2 separate regions of the Capsicum annuum genome follow, and region 1 is linked to region 2. A link is a contact called in public Hi-C data. All regions are on one chromosome and are shown on one strand. Each heading gives the region's core, a stretch centred on a gene start, on an enhancer-like site or on the middle of the called end of the contact. The rest is flanking DNA. Distances are from core to core; before and after follow the strand shown. Region 1 holds the start of LOC107855434 (protein ASPARTIC PROTEASE IN GUARD CELL 1). Region 2 overlaps LOC107855410 (protein CASP).

The links. Hi-C and Micro-C count contacts between places; a contact is called where the count stands out from the background.
Region 1: a contact with region 2 is called in a Hi-C map of leaf, with 1.9 times the contacts expected there. The contact joins the promoter of LOC107855434 here to the enhancer-like site in region 2. A contact is called at or near these places in 2 of 5 Hi-C or Micro-C datasets (leaf and placenta).

The regions. Positions count from the first base shown.
Region 1 is chr6:208,675,081-208,678,732 of UCD10Xv1.1, forward strand. It overlaps LOC107855434 (protein ASPARTIC PROTEASE IN GUARD CELL 1), which reads right to left and starts at 1,286. Exons shown (of 1, transcript XM_016700454.2): 1 at 1-1,286. The coding sequence starts at 1,006. It overlaps LOC107855390 (transcription factor SRM1-like), which reads right to left. Exons shown (of 2, transcript XM_016700384.2): 2 at 2,942-3,550. The coding sequence ends at 3,406.
Region 2 is chr6:208,558,249-208,562,324 of UCD10Xv1.1, forward strand. LOC107855410 (protein CASP) reads right to left here. Exons shown (of 20, transcript XM_047413859.1): 18 at 3,546-3,638; 19 at 3,323-3,411; 20 at 2,850-3,207. The coding sequence ends at 3,354. Among protein-coding and RNA genes, the nearest start is that of LOC107855447, 17 kb to the left of the region's middle. Within about 2 kb of position 2,218, at least 2 of the 5 cell types and tissues checked have an H3K27ac peak or open chromatin away from gene starts, as enhancers often do. A contact at or near this core is called in leaf, where this site is marked.

The DNA of each region.
Region 1 (3,652 bases), core at 36-2,535, 120 kb after region 2:
GCTTCGAGTTACGTATCAATGGAGCAAACGCGGCGTCACTTGGTCCGGCGGAGTTGAATTCCAACGTCGATGAAGAATCGGAATCACGGTCTACTAGACAGTAGGAGAACGACGTTGCTTTGATTTGAGATGGAAGGGATAATTTACCGCCACCGAGACCAATCAACCCAGCTGAGCCGATGAACAAACCTTCGTTATCGTGGCCACAACCAATAGCAACATTAGAGAACGATCCAGTGTTACCAAATGAGACAGTTTCAGTAGCTAATTCTCCTTGTGTAAACGATCCATCTCCGTAGGTGACTTGATACATACAAGTATCGGAAACACAGCCGGAGATATCAAGTGCTAAACACTCCGGTGACTCGCAAGGGACCCGATTGTATGAGGAGGAGTCAATCGGGTTGAAAATCGGATCAGTTTGTTGGTAGCATTCGATACAGGGTTGGCATTGTAGCCAACTTACGTCACTTCCAGTATCGATAGCCATGTAAAATTCCTTCACAGGTTCTCCAACTCCTATCCGGGCGAAATACTCGCCACTTCCTTGACTTGTTCCAGATATAACAGGGGTCTCAAGCTCTTCAGTTTGAACCGATTTGTCCAAACGAGTAAAATTGGTGGGAAAAATATGAAGCGTACTGAGGAGTGAGGAAACTCTAGCTGAGTCACGAGCAAGTCTGGAGAGAGTGAGAGATGTATAGTTATTGTGTTGGGGTTTCACGAGAGTAGAACGAGGATGGATGGATACAGCGAATGCAGAGGAAGATGAAGATGAAGATGAAGATGACAACGAATAAAGGGGTTGTTGTGGTTGCTTTATTGCTTCGTTTTTGGGAGAGAGAACCTCGACGGTGTTTCGAATGGATTTTGAGACATTGAGAATTTGGGAGTGTGGAAGGGAAGAAATCATGAGCGAGCGAGAGAGAGCATTAGGGAGGAAAGTAGAAGAGATGATGGCCATGAGAATGATGAAGAAGTTGGAGGACAATGAGGAGGAAGCCATTGTTATTTGGTGTAAAGAGAAACGATGAATGCAAAGAAGTGAATATTAGAGTGGCATATAAATAGCAAGAGGAGGAAGAGAAGGACAAGGCAAAAGATGAGAAAATAGAGAAAGATAAGAAGCTCATGTGTAGGTTGTAGCAAATAATGCATTTATATGGAGGGAAAGAGAAGTTTTCATACATCTCTAGAGACTAGAGTGTACTCATTCGCAAAAACTTATCTCCATTTATTTGTTATCACTCAACTATATTTAATTTAATAGACATATTTTTAATTTATCGAATAGCTTAATTATGATAAGTTAAATTGATTCTGATATAAACAGTCAATGTGGTAAACGATTAAGTACCGTTTTAGGGTCGTTGGGTTCAGGCTCTCAGTCATGGAGCAAAGCTGAAGTTCTTTTGAGAACTACTTACATGCTTCCTATGTCGGACTTTTGTTTGGCGTTATTTTCCTATTAGTATATTATTAAAACAATGATATATTCATATATTGAGAAGCTTTTATCCTCATATAAATGGGACTATTACATTTTTAAGATCATGAATTTTAAAATTATATAATTATACAAATATTATGTCATACTTAATAACACAAATTTTAACACTCTTATTTCTTTATTGAAGTTTGTGTTAAGTCAAACTTCACATTATTACAAATAAAGTGAAATAGAGAGAGTTGCAGATTTAGCACTTATGAGTATTTTCCTCAATTTGGTCTGGCTTAATCAATGCTCTTAAACATTCATTACAACATAATCTGTCAATTTCCTACCTAATTTTCAACAAGGTGTATCTGATTTATAGACTCAATGACCTTTCCCTGTTAAAGTCACGGACATTTCTCTTTTAGTCAAACATTTTCTTGTATGTACCTTAGTAATTATAGGACTTAATTGCATCCTAATAATTTGATAATCCAGAAAAAAATTGTTACATAATCTTTTCTTCTCCTTTTACTTTTCCTATCTTGTTTCTCATCCCACAATCTTTTCATTCACAATTTGAGTTTTTCTTGACTTCAAGAAATGATATTTATTTTCCTCCCCTCTATTTACTCTTAGTTTAATTCTAAAGTGAGTGATTAATAGGATGCTGTTCAATAGGAGGGAAAAAGTTAACACATTTTACTCACAAGTCAAAATATTTCTTTGTTTAGTTTGGGAATTAATTAAACTTTATAGTAATTACCAGCCTATTTGTTGTATAGGTGGGTAGTTAGAGTAATGGTTCCTGGTGCAACAAAGACTTCAATTAGAGTAGAAAATCGACTCTTCTTTTTTCTGTGTTTATTTATCCATTTATTCAACTACTAGTCCAATTTATGTCCACTTCTGCTCTTCGTAAATATTTCTGAGAGGGGTTGGTTTCCAAGTTCACACTACGGAAATATAGGTTTTTCTCACTGCAAATTAATGAAAAATTTACTTTGTATAAACATATTTTCCAACCATTTCCCACCGAATCAATTCATTGGGAAAATGCAGAATGAGAAACAGATTCTCATTGAACCAGTGAGAGGCTTTCTAATTTTTTCATATGAAAATATTATTATTTTTTCTTTTCTCACTGATTAATTAAAATATCTATGAAAATAGTCATCCAACGTTCTTGAATGAAAATTTCAATGTGAAAAAGTACATCTTTTGGTAGTGTGATAAGTTTACTTTCCATATGCTTAAATTCTTGTGCAAATAATAACGAATTTTTCTAGTTTCTTATTTCAGAATGTCTCCATCTATTGTTCTTATTATATTATATATATAAATGAAGAGGAGGAATGGAATATATCATAGTGAGTTTCCAGGTAATTACTACAGCATATGTTTCTACATCAACAAATCAATCATCAAGATTAGGGGTGTGAAATAAACGAGCTGAACTGAATTTGAACGAATTAAATAGTTCTATTAATAAATGAACGTGTCACTAACCCATCTACTTTGGATAGAAATAAGTGGGTCCTAAACATGCTTGAGGCAAGCAAAATTTTGATTGTTTAGATTGATAGCATGTTAAATATGAGCTAAAAGTAATAGGAAGCCTGTCAAGCCTAAGTTTGAATACCTTCTAAGTTATATGGTCTTCAATTTTATGCTACAAAAACATTAAATTTCTGATATTACAGTACTAAATAAAGAAGATAAAATCCAATCATAAATTGTAACAAAATCTTTTACAAAAAAAAAAAAAAAAAGTGCAGTCCGGTGCACTAAAGCTACCGTGGAAGGGCCCCACCACAAGGGTGTATCGTACGCAGCCTTACCTTGCATTTATGCTAGAGGCTGTTTCCAAGGCTTGAACCCGTAACCTTCTAGTCACATGGCAGCAACTTTACCAGTTACTCCAAAACTCTCCTTCAAATTGTAACAAAATCTAGACTAGCTAAATAATGTCATGGATGCTGGTTTTTCTTCAAACGGTTAAAGTACTTTTGAGCATGAGTGGCCACTTGAGATGGCGTCCTTGATATCACAATGTTCCTTGAAATGCTTCTCCAATCGCCTTTCCCATACGTCTCTAAGCCAAGCAAAAATAACCTAAAGAAAAATATGACTATAAAATAATATTTACTACTATCTTAATTTTCATATAGAGTATAATCGTGGGAGCCAGGGTGGAGGTCAGGCAGGGTTGGGTCA
Region 2 (4,076 bases), core at 968-3,467:
TGAATTACTGTTTAGAGGGAGTTATAAAGTAAGGGAGGTGCATGTGGAGGGGTGTGAAGGGTTGTGATTGGCGGTAAAAAAAATGGGGCATCGTTTATGCTAGACAATATTTTTCTAAAAAATATTTTTTTCTGAGAAAAAAAGTTGATTTCTTACTTATTTTTTAATATTTGATTGGTGAGTAAAAAATATTTTAAAAAAATATCTTTTAGTGTTTAATTGGTGAACAAAATGTATTTTTTAGAAAATACATTTTGGTATTTAGCTAAAGAATATAAAATATTTTTTATAAAAATATTTTATAATTTTTTATGGTGTGCTTAATATGGAAGAGGAAAATATTTATTAAAAAAAATATGTTGTTTCTTACTTATATTCTTGTGTTCGTTATGCAAGTAGGAAAATATTTCTAAAAGTATTTGTATATATTTAACAAAAAAACAATGAGTACGAATAGGGTAAAAAGAGAAAAATAAGAATAAATTTTAAATTTTGTTTTAAATTAAAATAATATTTTTTGATTGGGCTGAGATGAGGGGGTGGGGTGAGGGGGAAGGAGGCGATGGGCGGGGATCGATGTAAGGTGTGAAGGTGGGGTAAGAAAAAATTAAAATTTAAAAAAAAAACAAACTTAAAACACTTATTTTTTGAGGGGGTGGTAGGGGTGGGGTCAGGTAAGAAAAAAGTTTGAATTTATTTTTAAAAAATTAAATATTTTTCGAATGAGGGGTTGGTAGGGGATAGGGGTCGGAATAGGGGATGAGGCAAAAGAAAAAATAGAAATATTTTTAAAAAATTTAATTTTTTTTATTTTTTTTTTTTGGATTGGGGGTGGTGGGAGTGAAGTAGTATTGGATTGGGTATCAGGATATGAGTGAGTAATTTTGAGAGTTGTATGATCGTTTCAATTTGAGAGTGAGGTTGGAAGGGAAATCATTTTTCTTAAATTTGAAGAAATAAGTTGATTTAAAAAATATTTTTCATAACATTTAAGTTAATCAAACATGAAAAAATTAAAAAAATATATTCAAAAGTATTTTCCTTCAAACCAAACACACTCTAAAATAAATATACTTATGTAGCAATAACAGGAAAAGATCAATATGTAGGTATTTGATTTTATATTTTGGAATATACAATTTTTGGACAAATTTGAACTTTTCACAGCTGTTTCCTTCATTCATTTTTATTTCTCTGTATTTTCATTTTGAGATGTTCACAATAATAGTTTAATTTATAGAAATAATAATTTATTTATTTTTATTCATTTTATTCTTGATATAAATAATATAATATAAAGTAATTAAAAAATTCATTATATTTAAAAGGTGATGTACTAAAATCACTTTTTTATTTTTCATTTCTATGTGTCAAGTTAAGAGTGCACAAGTAAAGATGAGAAAGAATTTTTTTTATTTTTTTTTTATAATTAAATATTTTTTATTAATTACCAAGTGAGAACATTACAAAAATCAAGTTTTTTTTTTTTTGGTTTCCCAAGGTATCTCCACAACCGGTAGCCGTGAGACTAATCCTCCATTCCACTGTCAGTGCACTAAGCGGTAGGGAACTGGCCACAGAGTTTTCTCTGTTCACCAGAGGTGGAGATCGAACCCCCAACCTCTTGCTTAAAGGGTGAGGTGCTGAACCACCACACTAACCTTACCCTGTGGTTACAAAAATCTAGAGTTATTATAGTCAACAACAAACTCTTCTCCTTACTGTTCTAGGCTCATTACCAAATTGAAAACAAACCTGAAGCTAAATTAGAATCAATATCTCCTATAGTGAACTAACATAGACAAATAATTTTGTGTTAGCTTCGACTCTAATGCAAATGCTCAGCTTCATATTCTTGATCAACTCCTCCTAAAATGAATAGCTGCAATATTCTATAATTTTTCTCCAACGTAGTGTTATAGATCAAAGCAGTCATACTAGCCTTTAAAATAGCTTTTCCAAGATGTTTTCTTTTTTCTTTCTTTTCAATCCATCTCCAGGCCAGGTATTTTAAGTCTTGCCACACTAACATAGCTTTCCATAATTTTCTGCTTACATTGCAATAAAAAATAAATGAGTTCTTGTTTTCAACTTGACCTTGACAAAATACACACGGATCATCTCCGGTCACTCCCCATTTGAATAATTTATCTTTGATTTAAGCTTTATATTGTAGACATAGTCAAAAGTATAAATGCTTGCTTAGGTTCAGCTACACTGATATAGCATCTTACTCTAAGGACATTGACAACAGCACCTCTCAGGATCCTGTAAGCTTTTGTTATCTGAAATTTCCCCCGAAAATCAAATCATTTGCATTATCTAACACCTGTCATAATTTTCCAAAATTTTCCTCACCATTCTACTTGCATATTATCGTGAATATTAAATATTATTTATTATTTAATGCACTTTATACAATGTTAAAGTTATTATATTGAAGGAATTACTCTAACCTAGGCAGTAAGTACCAAAAATTCGTACTGAGATTGTGTTTGGCAAAATAGGAAAACGGGAAGAAGGGGTTACAGTAGATATGTGCGCATTCTATTTCTTTTTTCCGATTTTGCTTGTAGAGTTATTTCAAATCTGTTGTTATTAAAGTAAGTGTTTAAGGAATTGATACATGATATTGGGGTTGTAGTGATTTAATAAATATATATATATTAATTTATCACATTCACTAAAAAAGAAAATATGTACAAATATGTGATATGCATCTAATGATGTAGAAATTCAATTGCAATTATATGAGTTCAACCCCACAATAATAAATATTTCAATTTAATATCAGGCTTAAGAGAATAAGCATGCATATATTTGACTAGTTTCTGCAGAACTGCTAAATGTCCTAAATAAGAAAGTGTTCCACTAGAATGGAATACAAAAATGGAAGAAACTACAAATAAAAATCGATTTGCTTGATATCTCAATTGAAGCATCGCTTATTTAATGTAAACTGACTTCTCTATAGCACGATACACGTAGTCGAAATAAAGACGAGCATTCCTGGGATGAAATAATAATAAGATAAACAAAGAGAAAAAGGAAACGACAAACAATTAATAAAGGACGAAAGCTTCTTGAAATTCAAAGAAGAATGTCTATCTCAACTTCGTGTTGTCCTTTCAATTGTATATACTGCATAAACTGGAATCAGCACCAGCGGAGCAAGGGCCAAAAATAGTAAAAACAAGGAAAGAAACCCTGTGAAAAATAGAATTTCATCATTTTTTCTCGAACTATCAAACTTGAATGGAACAATTAATGCATTTTTTCCCCAACTATTTACATCATATGGAGAATTAGTTTGTTCCCTTACGATTAGCAAAAACTTGATACAATGGAGGAGTCTATAGTGCATGAGGAAGATTGAGATTCTTATCACCTACAAGAGATTCTTCACCATGGCTGCAGAAAATTCACTAAAGCTAGTAAATAACCATCTCATTTACTGTGAACTAGATAACCAGAAATTCACATAAGATTTGGGGGGTGGGGGTGGGGGGGGGGGGGGGGGGGGCGGCATTTATTCGAATTTGTACCTGAGGTAGCTCAAAGCTGACATCCTGTATAGGCAGGTGAATACTAAAATGTGTAATCCAATGGTATAGAAGAATACAAATGTCCGAGCATATCTGCGAAATCAAGTATCACTTCAGTTTATTACAGTCGGGAGTTGATTGAACGCCATACAACATTTCAAGTACAAAAACTATTGGTCATAGAGAAAGAGAGAGAGCACTCAACTTACAGGGAAAGAAGTTCAAGACAGCCAATCAACAGAGTAATTCACAGGCTCGTGTATATTTTGGTTTTAAAGAGTATATGTTATTTTCTATGCCGTTTCAACATCTCTGTCACTATATCACCACTAATTAATTATTATAAGTCATTTATGTATTAAAAATTAATAATTATTTATTTTTTTAAAAAAAAGGAAAAAATACAGTTTCGACCTACTTCCATCATTTTATTATATCATCCCTAATTAATTATTATAAGTCATTTATGTATTAGAAAATTAATAATATTAATTAAAAAAGAAAAATAGACATTTGCTTCAACCATAATTT